Linked DNA regions of Mus musculus: region 1 is linked to region 2. A link is a contact called in public HiChIP or PLAC-seq data. All regions are on one chromosome and are shown on one strand. Each heading gives the region's core, a stretch centred on a gene start, on an enhancer-like site or on the middle of the called end of the contact. The rest is flanking DNA. Distances are from core to core; before and after follow the strand shown. Region 1 overlaps Abl1 (c-abl oncogene 1, non-receptor tyrosine kinase). Region 2 holds the start of Aif1l (allograft inflammatory factor 1-like).

The links. HiChIP or PLAC-seq counts read pairs in DNA pulled down with a chosen protein or histone mark.
Region 1: a contact with region 2 is called in an H3K27ac HiChIP or PLAC-seq map of VIP interneurons, with 4 times the contacts expected there. The contact joins the enhancer-like site here to the promoter of Aif1l in region 2. A contact is called at or near these places in 7 of 39 promoter capture datasets (HPC-7-derived erythroid cells, the SN4741 cell line, cranial neural crest and 3 more), 3 of 115 datasets of contacts at active chromatin or transcription factors (VIP interneurons, neural tube and pancreatic cancer cells) and 4 of 9 other capture datasets (adipose tissue, embryonic stem cells, liver and 1 more).

Annotation. Positions count from the first base shown.
Region 1 is chr2:31,786,902-31,793,213 of GRCm38.p6, forward strand. Abl1 (c-abl oncogene 1, non-receptor tyrosine kinase) reads left to right here. Exons shown (of 11, transcript NM_009594.4): 5 at 3,370-3,454; 6 at 3,761-3,938; 7 at 5,337-5,521. Among named protein-coding and RNA genes, the nearest start is that of Qrfp, 21 kb to the right of the region's middle. Within about 2 kb of position 2,535, at least 7 of the 459 cell types and tissues checked have an H3K27ac peak or open chromatin away from gene starts, as enhancers often do. A contact at or near this core is called in VIP interneurons and pancreatic islet, where this site is marked.
Region 2 is chr2:31,948,901-31,955,402 of GRCm38.p6, forward strand. Aif1l (allograft inflammatory factor 1-like) reads left to right here and starts at 1,403. Exons shown (of 6, transcript NM_145144.1): 1 at 1,403-1,481; 2 at 1,629-1,690. The coding sequence starts at 1,451. It overlaps Lamc3 (laminin gamma 3), which reads left to right. Exons shown (of 28, transcript NM_011836.4): 28 at 1-183.

The DNA.
Region 1 (6,312 bases), core at 1,285-3,784, 160 kb before region 2:
GCCCCTTAGGAAAACCTTCCTCCACATCCTGTGTGTCAGTGGTTCTCAGCCTTCCTAATGCTGCAGTCCTCAACACAGTTCCTCACGCTGTGGTGACCCCATATACAGTTACTTCATTGCTACTTCAAAGCTGTAATTTCGCTATTGTTATAAAGTGTAAATATCTGATATGCAGGATATTTGATATGTGACTCCAAAGGGATTGCAACCCACAGGTTTAGAAAGACTGCTTCGTGGACTCCCCTTGCTGTGAAACTCCTCTCAAGAGAGTCCTGCTGGCCTTCAACGACCTCCCAGAGCATTGCTTCCTCCCATCCTTAGCCAGCAGGGGGCGCATGGCCTGCTTGTGTAAGGCACTCGCTTCCCAGTGCCCGTGAGAAGACAGTATTCATTAGAAAACCTTCCAAAAGAGCCATGTGCTTGTTCCATCCCTACGGCCAGAGGTAACAGCCACTGCAATTGGAGTGTGTCCCCAATCCCTGCTGGCCAGTCACTGAAAACAAGTCTAGAGGCTGAGGATGTGGCCTGGCTCACAGTACTTGTCTAGTATGCACAGAGCCTGGGATTTGATCACTAGCATGGTCTACAGCTGGAATCTCATCTCTTGGAGGGTGGAGGCAGGGGGAGCAGGAGTTTGAGGTCATCACGTGAGCCCTTGCCTATAAAAGGAAAGACAGAAGAAAAGAAAGATTCACAGAAGAGTGGGGTGAGGGTTGTAGGTCATTAAGTTGCCAGGGTCTCACACAGCAGCAAAGCCAGGTCAGCATAACTGACAAGCCATCCTCTTAGCCTCCCTATAGCACTGACTCAAAGTTCCTGCTGTCTCCCACAAGGATGGAGCCATGCAGGCCCCGTGAAGGGAGCGGTTGAGCCTTCTTTTCCCGACAAGCATAAGCACGAGGACTAAGGAGAGAAAGGAAAATCCTCCCAGTGTTTCTTCCACCTGAGCCTTCACAGTTCTGTTTGACTGTGTAAAAGGAAAATGTCTTCAGAAGGACGCCATGAGTTAAAAAATAAGCAGAGGGACCTCAGGACCTCACAGATTACAACGAGGAGCTTGTTTGGGGTTTTTTTGTGTGTTTTGTTTTGTTTTGTTTTGTTTTTTCGAGACAGGGTTTCTCTGTATAGCCCTGGCTGTCTTGGAACTCACTTTGTAGACCAGACTGGCCTCAAACTCAGAAATCTGCCTGCCTCTGCCTCCTGAGTGCTGGGATTAAAGGTGTGCGCCACCATGCCCGGCTGTTTTTGTTTTTTAAAGATTTGTTTGTATATTATGAGTGCTCTTACCTGCATGATAGAAGAGGCCATCAGATCCCATTACAGAAGGCTGTGAGCCACCATGTGGCTGCAGGGAATTGAACTCAGAACCTCTGGAGGAGCAGTCAGTGCTCTTAACTGCTGAGCCACCTCTCCAGCTCCCTGGTCTTTTAGTTTGTCTTTTAAATTTCGATATTTAAAAACATTAGGTTACAGTTTAAATGATTAATTGAATCATGTCTAATTCCAGCAGGGGGAGACAAACTCACACTTTTTTGTGAAAGGAAAAAGACCCCACAATTGCCCCATAGGCGATGTGTGTGTGTGTGTGTGTGTGTGTGTGTGTGTGTGTGTGTGATGGAGACAGACATGCAGATAGACAGGAAGGAATGATTGCACAGGGTGTGAGTACATGTGTGAGAGGCGGTGGGGATCTGCAGTCAAAGCAAGAAGATGCTTTTAAATAATTCTGCCTTGAGATCATTGGTCTTCTGGATCAGGGTACGTGGCTCCACAACAGCTGAGATTTCTGATGATGAGCCTGTGAGGTGCACTGCTATAGAACAGAAAGGTTTAGATGTTAGACAGTATCACTGGAGAGCAGTTGTGTCAAAGCCAGTTGTATTGTGCAGCATTGGCTCCTGGCTCTGGCAGGTATCCATGGTGTGTCACCGGGTACTTCAGAGTGCTGCACACTAGAGCCAGACTCGCTTTTGGGAAGCTGAGGAACAGAAGAGACTTGAAGAGCCCAGCAGCCAGTGGTGGGCGGCATGGGATGAATGTCCTCCGCACAGCTGGGCAGCAGCAGCCGCATGCTGTGGTACATGAGAGCAGCCCATGCTGTTAAAGAACAGTAGACAGCATCTCCATAGTCTTTTAGAACCCATGTTTGGTGATAACACGTCATCACGCTGGCTCTGGTCGTGATTTGCTTCTCATTGTGGCTGACCAAAGCGGAAAAGCACCAAGAACAAAAGCACACTTAGCATGAGGTCTGATGAGGCTCTCTGCCCAGGGAAGCTGATTTTCATGAAACCTCTTCCGTACCACACAGGCAGACTCCCTGCAGACACCACATGTGGCCTACTGTCCTTGCCTCCAGAGCCTTGTTCTTGCAGCTAGGGAGACCCTGCCACTCACTGTTGCTGCTTCCTGCTTGTGGGAGTTGATTCAAAGCAACAGTGGCTTAGGTTTAAGGAGGCCGAGGAGTACAGACCACAGCCCTTCAGACTCAGCCTGGAAAGGGTCCATCTCTGGCCCTGTGTTGTGTGACCTACACAGATGGTTCTCTGCGTGCTCAGAGAGCTGCTGGTAAGACTGATTTAGAATCTGGGTGATTGACCCCCTAGTCAGTGATGATTGCTTCATTAGGTGCTCATGGCAGTGCATAACTAAGTAGCTCAGGGTCTATCTGACCTGTGAGGCACTCTGGAAAGTGGATCTCTCAAGCCAGCTGCATTTCAGATTCTTCACACTGTTTCCTCTTTTAATGTTAAGGGTGTTGGGTCAGGAAGCAAACAGTACTTGTAAAAATAGTTCTAAGACCCCACAGAAGGTCCACAGCAATACCAGGCCACTCTGACCTATGGCCCATTGACTCACTGGGCCAGACAGGATACCTGACAGGAACATCTGAAGGGAGAAAAGATCCAACTTGGCTCATGGTGTCAAAGCTTTCAGTCCACCACTGCAGAAAGCATGGCAGAGCGGCTGTTCTTTGGTGGCAGGAGTGTGTGACACAGTTGTTCCCATGATTGTAGCCCAGGAAGAGAACCAGAGACTGGGTCTGACCTTTCGAGACCTGCCTGTAATGAGAACTCCTCCCAAGCAAGCCCTAGCTCCTGAGGGTTCCACAGCCTCCCACAATTGCTCCGTCAGCTTGGGGGCAGCTGTTCACAACATGAGCCCTGGGTGAGAATTTGCCCCACAGGAGTCTTCACATCACCAGGACAAGACTCCTTGAGCCTCTCAAGGGCAGTGTATCCAGTGCTCATCAGAGGCAGTGGCCTAGACTGAGGGGAGGTTGTCACTGCCTTAGCCCTTGAAGCTGTCTTCCCTCCTAGGCACTTCCTTGCTAAACAGATCTCATGCATCTGAACTTCCCTTCTGCAGGAGGACACCATGGAGGTGGAGGAGTTCCTGAAGGAAGCGGCGGTGATGAAGGAGATCAAACACCCTAACCTGGTGCAGCTGCTAGGTAACCAAGCACGGACTCAGAAGAGGAGCCGCCACTGCTGGCTCTGCAGGGCTCTGCTCCAAATGTCTGGCTGAGTGGGCACCCCTTCCTGATAAAAGAGAACTGAGTGTTTCAGGGCGTGTGGGGAGGTCAGACTAACCATGCTTTGTCTGCTCAGTTCTTCATGTGGGGTCTGGGGTCAGGCCTGCGTGGCAAGTGCTTTTATCCACTGAGCCCTCCTACCAGGCCAGGACCCCTTTTAGTGCCAGACTTTCCTAGGGCTCCTTTCCCTGAGCCACATGCTGAAGCCTCTGTGTCTGTTGTCAGGGGTGTGTACCCGGGAACCACCATTCTACATAATCACTGAGTTCATGACCTATGGGAACCTGCTGGACTACCTGAGGGAGTGTAACCGGCAGGAGGTGAGCGCCGTGGTACTGCTCTACATGGCCACACAGATCTCATCAGCCATGGAGTACTTGGAGAAGAAGAACTTCATCCACAGGTAGGGCTGGGTAAAGCAGAGGACCCAGCTGTGCGGTCTTAGGGCTCAGCCCCAGCCTTGGTCCTGGCAGACACAAGTGCCTGACGTAAGCGCTGCTTGCGGGACTAAATGCTTCAAGGCCTGGGCCAGTGGAGCAGCTAATCCCTGGGGAAAGAAGTGTTTCATTTCTGAGCCACTTCGGATTTAGTTGAATATTAAATGAAATTCGTAAAAGGCCTTCTTCCTGATAGTCTTGGTTCCCTCTGAAACCGAGCATTCCTGAGGCCAGCACTCACTCGGTAAAGCCTCTCTCTGCCTGGGCTTAGCTTCATTGTGTGGCTTTTCCTCCTTTTCTTTGTGTTTCCTTGCCTACCAGCTGTCACCGGGTTTAGGGATGTTTCCATGGCTGGAGAATTATATACATGCAAGCCGGTTGCTGTTTTTAAAACCCAGAGTGTTTTGACCTTCAAGTGTGCCACAATTATCTGGGTTTGCATGCTTTGCTGGTGGAAGTGGCTTCCTAGCAGAGTGACAACCTGTGCAGGAGGGAGCCTGATGGGCTTGGCCCAACTCCGTCATGCAAGATGTTCTCCACGCCACTGTGGTGACCTTTCCTACCCAATTAACTCAAGTGTGAAACCTCAACATGAGATTTCATAGCCAGGAATAAGTAGCGTGTATGAAATGCTGGCAGCCCCTCGGAAGACAGATCTTTTTCTGCTCCACGAGAGCCCAATCCAAATGCTCCTGTCGCTCAGCAAAGTGTAGCCTCTGATGCTGCAAATTGAGATTTCCTGACTTCTGGCTCGCCTTGCATGGCCAGCTCCGTTCCCCCTCCATTCACATACTAAAAATGCCTTACCAAAAATCCTATTAGGCACAACTCTTGTGTGTTTAATTTTTCTCTCATTGCTGGTGATCAAGCTGTATCACGCAGTCGTTGCCCTGAGCTGCCTCATACTCTCATTCCTTGGTTCCCAGTTACCTCAGGACTTCATGGTTAACAGCCATGAACCAAAGATTAGACCCTTCCTCCCGTGAAGATTCAGGAGGTGATTATATGGGAGAGTTTCTCAAACACTTGAGTCAACATCAGGAAGCAAGAAGAAAGTAGGGATATCACATACAGCTGCCCAAGGCACACCCTGTTACTGTCGTCATTTTATATGTGAGGTAATTAACAACTCCAGGTCATGGGACAGGACCTGCCCCCATTGCCACCCTGTCTGCTTGTGGTGTTGCTGCTGTAGCCCGACTGGTATTTGCTGAGGAACTGTTGCTCCACAGCAGGGTATTTGAAAGCTTCTGGGGACTACACTTGGTCTTCTTTTGTCAGCGTCATACCTGTCAATAGTAGGGGAGCTACACACCTAGGGAGTCAGCCAGGAGCACCCACAGATGACCCTTTTTCTTCCTCAGAGACCTTGCTGCCCGGAACTGCCTGGTAGGGGAAAACCACTTGGTGAAGGTGGCTGATTTTGGCCTGAGCAGGTTGATGACAGGGGACACCTACACGGCCCATGCTGGAGCCAAATTCCCCATCAAATGGACCGCACCTGAGAGCCTGGCCTACAACAAGTTCTCCATCAAGTCGGACGTGTGGGGTAAGGTCCAGGTCCTGGGCAGTCATGGCCAGGGGCTTCCCCTTCTGCTTCGCAGGCTCTTTACTGCTATACCTCGTCTCTCCTCCACCACTATGCCCTCTTTCTGGTTCATTTCTGGCTTAGTTTAAACTCCTGCTTCCTCCTTTTTTTCTTTTTTTAAAGATTTATTTATTTATTTTATGTATGTGAGTACATTATACTGTACAGATGGTTGTGAGCCTTCATGTGATTGTTGGGAATTGGATTTTAGGACCTCTGCTTGCTCCAGTCGGCCCCACTTGCTCCAGTCAACTCTGCTCGCTCAGTCCCTGCTCACTCTGGGCCAAAGATTTATTTATTATTATACATAAGTACACTGTAGCAGTCTTCAGACGCACCAGAAGAGGGCGTCAGATTTCATTACAGGTGGTTGTGAGCCACCGTGTGGTTGCTGGGATTTCAAATCAGGTGCTGGGACTAAAGGTGTGCACCACAATGTCCATCTTTAAGAACTTCTCATGCCAAGGGTGACCAAAGAAGGTGGAGTTGAGTAGTGAGCCCTGTGCCCCGCCTACTCCCTTACCTCTTGTTATTTGAAAGCAAATCCCAAATATATTATTTTGTACATACACATTTCAGTATTTGCTTCACCTGGGAGCCAGATGTGGCTCCCTCACTACATTGATGTGTTCTGTATTTCCCTGCTGTTCATTTATTGATAAACTCTGTCACCATTCCTTTAGACTTTCCAGAATCTAGACTTTGTTCATTGTGTCTCTGTGCTGTGATCTGTTTTGTGCCTCTAGCTTCAG
Region 2 (6,502 bases), core at 153-2,652:
CAACCTGTCACACTGTCTGTAGACCATGCGGCGGGCTCCAGGTTCCCAGTTTTGTGAGCTGTCATCCATGCTAGGGGGTGGACTTTGGCAACACAGCTGTCTGTGAGTCATTTCTGTTTCTGTAAGTTAACTCTTCACCCATATTCTTGTAAATAACCCTAATAAAGCTTACTGGGTCACCAAGCTGGACTTGGGTGATATCTGTAATTGGATCTCTCGTGGGTTCCTAAACTGGGGTGAGTAAACGTGTGTGTTGTATCTCCTCAGGAAAAGTTGGTCACACAACAACAGCTAACCCAGCTAGCTGGGACCATGGGCAGCCTGTGACCAGAGCAATAGGGCCCTGTTCTGAGTCCAGTTCCTGCCCGAGCTTTCAGAGGGAACACGACCATGCAGGCTTTGAACTCCCAAGCCCTTGTGGGCCTACCTTCTACAGTGCAGTCCCTGCTCCTGTTTCTCCTATTCTGCTGCTTAGGGAGCTTGTGTCAAGTGCCCAGCTTCAGATGAATGAATGAATGCATAGTGGGAGGAACCTAAGAGCAGGAGCCCTGCCTCGCAAGCATCTTTCCTCCCATTAGCCCCATAGCATTCTATCTGGACCACTGGACTCCCCTGTGTGAGCTTGGCTACCCGTCCCCACAGTCAGCTGGTCCCAGGATCCCAATCTAAGGAGTGTAGACTTGAAATAAGTCAGGGGAACAGGGATTCCTGGATCCCATGGTTAGGGCAATCCTGATCTGTGCCTGTGTCCACAATGTAACAATGGAGGGAGACCCTGTCTCTAGAAAGGGTCTCTAGTCTGTTCAGGTTGGACACTGGAATTCATGATCTCTTTCTTTACAAGTTCCTAGTTCTTGCATGCCCACCCTGGCTTCTCCTCAAGTCACAGGCTGCTTCTTTACCACCCTAGAGGACTCGTGTCCCAGCTTCAGCTTCCAGACTTTTCTATCTAGTAGGCATACCGGTACTACTTTGTAGTTAGGGGAAATGACACACAAAGACCAAGTGTCAGGTACACCGTATTTGCACCAACACACGTATTTATCTAAAATATCGGTGTTATCGTGGCACTGCCGGGCAAAGGTGACAGTGAGGTGACAGCCTCTATTGGCACTTGATCTTCACAACCAGCTCTGCAAAGTTCTTAGTGAGATGTGATATTGTCTCTTCTGGTGATGGGGAAAGAGGGCGTTCCCATCTTGCATTTTCCGCGTCCTCCAGCAGAGGGGCGGCGGCGGGCTAAGCGTCCGGCTAAACAGCGGGCTTTGATGCCCCGGGTGCGCGCGGCAGCGGGGAGGGGGGCAGGAGGCGGGCCGCCGGAGGGGCGGGGTGTGTCCGGCCGCGAGGTCCCTCCGCCCCTGGGTCCCGTCGCCACACGCTGCCGAAGGTCTGGACCAGACGACTTTTCCTCCCTGTTGTCCCTGGCCTTGTCCGGAGTCGGGCTCATACCATGTCGGTCGCACTCAGCAACAGGTTCCAAGGTAGGCGCCTGCTGTCCCCGCGCTATCCCGCGCCGGACGTCCCTGGGTCGCCACCTGTGTGCGCTGTGCGGCGCGCGCGGGAACTCGGAGGGGGCGCGTGGCCCGGTTGGTACCCTAGCTTCCCCGCCGACTCTTTGTCTCCCGCAGGAGGGAAGGCGTTCGGTTTGCTCAAAGCCCGGCAGGAGAAGAGGCTCGAGGAGATCAATCGGGTAAGCCGCGTCACTGTGTGGGACAGCGTGTGGGTCCCATGTGCCGCACTGTGCCACCCCTTCCCCCCAGACAAAATCAGCCCCTTCCTCCCCTACCCCTGGCCTTCTGCAATTGCATCCCTGGCCCCTGCTGTGTGGCCTCCAACTCCAGGTAAGTCCATTCCACCCCTTAGTTCTCTGCCTGGCGTCTCCAGTTGCAAGTTGTAACTCTCGACCAGGGAGGTGGGGCGGGTGAGGGAGCCGGCTGGGGACCACCTAAGGGGTTTGGCGCCAGGAGAGACCCCAGGGCCAGTGCTGTCTCCATAGACCCGCAGAACTTAACACTAGGAGCTGGCTAATGCTGGCATTTCCTTGTTGCCTCCCACCTCCAACTCTAACACACAGCTCTTTGCACCAGCTTTTAGAAAAGTTGCCCAAGGGACTGTTTTTTTCTTCTATGCTGGTCCTGGTCCTGGGGAAGTTCTAGAAAGAAATCCTTCCGCTGCTGCCAGAGACACAATAGCAGCTCCGTACGTTTGCTACTGAGCGTGTAGATCCCAGGAGATAAGAAACGGTGTCAGGGCCTCCTGGATTGGCAAAGCACAGAGGTGGCACAGCCTGAGGCTTTAGGGTTCCCAGGATCTGTGTTCAGATGTGACTGGTGTCTCAGTAAGAGCTTCTCGCTTCCTGCAGGGTCACTTTGTGGGCTCAGGAAAGTAAGGAGCCTACATCTTCTGGGGTCCAGCGCTAGGGAGACAGCCCGCGAAGTTAGTTTCTCTCTCTCTCTCTCTCTCTCTCTCTCTCTCTCTCTCTCTCTCTCTCTCTTTCTCTCTCTCTCTTTTCCTCTACAGTGGAGACTGAACTTAAGATTTTCTCCATGCTAGACACTCTACCCTAGAGTTATTAGTACATTGGGGCTGAGGTATGCCAATTGATATAAGGGGAGGCATTTCTTCTTATTTGCCCCTTTGGTCCCTGGACACCCAGAGTGACAAACTCCAGGCCCCTGTCGAGGAGCTAGCTGGTAGGGTTAGCACACTAGAGGTAACTGGAGGTCGTTGGAGATGCCAGGGCTGTGGTCCTGTTGAAGTGTTTCGACCTAATTCCTTTATTTCCATGGACTGTCTAGACCCAGATAGGTGTCTCTTCCCGTCCACCAGCTCCAGGAGTCCCTGTAGGGCTCTGGGGCCTCTTACTAGGACCCTTCCCTTTTCCCTTGGGGCTTGTCATAGAGCATGGTCTTGGGGGACCCGTGTGCATATAGCTGGGCTCAGATCCCAGGCCTGATGGACTTCTCCAAGACGCCTCAGTGCTACCCCAGCCTTGGCTGCTTTTGCTTTCTGGACAGGAACCTGGGACCCTGACCTCATACAGCCCCCGGGGCCATTTTGTTAGGAAGGTTCTGAGCTAGCTGGCTCCACCCACAGCCAATGGGACCCTAAGCCAGAGACAGCTGGATATGGACATTAATTAGATGACCTTAGTAGAAGAGTCAGAAGAGTGGAGATTTGGGGCTTTCTGTTCTTGGGGACGTACGCAGGTGAAGGCTTGGGATGAGAGCTGTTGGAACAGGTGGCTCAAAAAGGGGCGTGGCAGTACTGATGCTGCAGAAAGTGGGCTAGGGGGAGCTGTGATCTAACCACTGCAGGTCTTCAAACACCCAGAGAGGGCAAGCAGCTGAGCCAAGGCCACACGGGAGCCACTGCTGCAGCTTGCTCTTTTCTGTGCTGTGGATGCTGTTTTGAGATCTTCCACGTGAGCTTGAGCTGCCATTGGGCCGGAGTATAATCCAGAGCGTAGGTCCCTAGGGGAGTAAGCTGGACCATGCAGCTGCTCCCGCATCACAGCAGGCCATGGTGACTACACTGGCATTAGAGCCAGGAGGCAGGCAGCCAAGCACTGGCTCTGTGAGTTCCATCGACCTGCTTCCTTCACCCCTCTGAGCCTCCTTTGCCAGCAAGAGATAATAGTAGTGATTTTTTTTTAAAAGCCAGACGCTGTGTGTGAAACGCACAGAGTTGGCGGCTGTCATGAGCATCGTCATTTGTTTGTGTGAGGGTTTCAGGTATAGGGAGTAGGCGTGGAGGTGTGCCAGGGACATACCAGCTGGGCATGCCCCTTTGGAGGACGGTAGACTCAGAGTGGCTCCACTTGAAGGTCCCAGCCTGGTTGACCCATGGCCATGGCTGTAATGACAGATCCAATTGTCTTCCATCGGAGTACACCTTCTCTGCCCTACCTGGTGTGTGAATTCTAGGGTGATGGGCTAGGCTGGGCTGAGCAGTGCCTGCTGTCCCCATAGAGGCAGGAAACCATACAGGACATGACTTTGTGACTCACTGCATGGGGGTTTTGTGACCAGCCACCTGTTGTGCCCATGAGCATGGAAACCACCGGCTGCTGTCTGGCCCAGCTCTGGGAAGACTTTCTGGACCAATACTCCAATTCTCCTTGGGGCTTTCCCTCTCCTGTGAGGAGGCTGTTTGTGAGCAGCAAGGTCGCTTAATCTTAGCCATTGCTATCATAAGAGAGACAAAGTTGAATCCTCTGGTGGAGCTGGAGGACCCTGAGGGGGAAAGGAGGCAGGAGGGCTGCACATACTACAGCTTTTTAGGGGTTCATTCTAGTTTCTTCTTTATAAATTGTTTTTTAAAAATCCCATTATGCTATTCATGTATACGTGTGTGTGTGTGTGTGTGTGTGTGTGTGTGTGTGTGTGTGTGACACAACACAGGCTGTATGTGAAGGTATGTTTGCAGGAACTGGTTTCCCCCTTCTATCGTGGGTCCCAGGGACTGAACTCAGATCAGCAGGTTTAGCAGGCAGGTCCCTTAACCTCTTAAGCCATCTCAAGAGCCCCATTTTGGTTTCTACGATTATTTTCTGGCCCCTTGTGGGTGCTGGTTCTGCACCAGGCATGCTGAATGCTCCCCGTTAACATTGTGGGGTGTAAGTACTGTTATTCCCATTTCACAGACTAGCCGGCTCAGGGAAGTTGAGTTAATTGCCTGAGGTTAAACAGCCACAATTTACCCAGAGGTGGTGGTGAATGCTTGTCATCAAAGCAGCGTAGGAGGCTTGAGCAGGAGAGGTTGTGAGTTCCAAGGCCTGCCTGGGCTACAGAGGGAAACCTTGAATCAAACCAAACAAGACGAGGAGCCAGCCACAGTGGGACTCAGATTTCATATGTGTACGTGTTTGCTTCAGCGCTGTGCTTCAGTGGCCCCTTTCGTGGACACCCAGCCCCCCTCCCACACTGTGTGGTGTGTATGTGTCAGCACCACTGGAGCAAACTGGACCAGGCAAGTGCCTCCTACTCCCTCCACATAGCTGGCATTCCCCACGCCCTGATGGCATGGTAGGTGACCCCAGGCCAGCCAGGCCCAGCCTTATATGGCAATAGAAGAAATTTCCTCTATCTTCCCATAGGAACCGAGAGAAGCTGCGGGGCTGGGCTGGCTACCCCTCGGAGTGCTTGTGGCCTGGGGCTGGGGGGTGGGCTACAGCTTGAGCCTGTGACTGGCTGGGATCTTTGCACACACAAGGATGTGAGCATGATGATGCTCCATGCCTGGTGCTCACTATGCATCGGCTCACAGATTCGCCTCAATGGAGCACTCTATCACGCTTGTGCCAGGCATGCAGAGAGAACCCTGAATGTCCTTCAGGGGCAAGGATGATAATACCCATCATAATGACGAGGAAATGGCCTCCCCAGACTACTCGGCCAAGGAAAGAGCAGAGGCAGGATTCAGATGAGGTCTGTCTGACTCCAGACATCACCCGTGGCCTGCTCTGGCCTTAGTCCACCAGGCAGCTGCAGCCTTGTAGTGACCCAGGCCTTCCTTGCTTATGTAGGATAAGGATCTCTGGCTATTGTCCCCATGTCTCAGCCCTCTTGGGTCAAATGAAGGTCACTTGTATTCTCTGTCCCGTTTAGGTGCCCAATGGTTATCTCAGTGCTCCTTTGCCACCTGGGAAGGGGGCTGGGATGTTGGAAGATCTCTGTCCAGAGTGACTATGTTTCCTGCCTTCTCTCTCAGCCACATGGGGCCTTTGAGACTTGACCCAGGAGACTATGCCGGTGTGCCTTTCCCTGTGTCCCTGGCAGTACTGCTCTGTCCTTGCCTGTTGGCATTGAGGACACCCGTCTCTCTTGCTCTCCCCTTAATATATTATAAAGGAGATGGTGATAAGGGGTCACGTGGGCCTCTGGGGATTCAGTGTCCCCTGCAGGTCTGGCCAGTTGTGACCTTGCTGTGGCTATGTCACGGGCAGCTGGAGATGGAATTTCTGTGAGGTCTGCTTTATGCGTGTGGTCACTGGGTGTATTTCTTTAGCTGCCCCATCTACTGGCGAGAACACCGTGTCCGGATAAGGCCCCAGAAGGGAATGTGAGCCTGTTGTCTTTGTGGGTACGTGTTACAGGTTCCTGCTGCTCGCCAGGCTGGGCTGGGCATCTGTGGCCTTGGCCTGGCCCTGGCCCTTTTGGGAGCCTGTGGAGTGTGTCAGAGCCCACAGGCTCCCAGCATGGTGCTGCCTATCCTTGGCATCACAGGGCATCGGCCACCGTTGGCTGGCTTCTAGGGTGGCAGTGTTTGCTCAGCCAAAGGATCTGCTGCAGCCTTTTCTTCTTATGGTGGCGCTGGGCATGGATCCCAGAGCCTCAAGCATTTGAGGCAGTATTCTACCTGTGTCCTCAGCTGATGTAACTGATGTGGAAAGACAAGCCTGGAGGGTCAGGATCGTACTTGTTTAGGAAGGGGGTTGTTGAATCAGAGCTATGGCGGGTGACTCCGGAGGCCCCACACTGCATGGGCCTGCCTGCCTTTG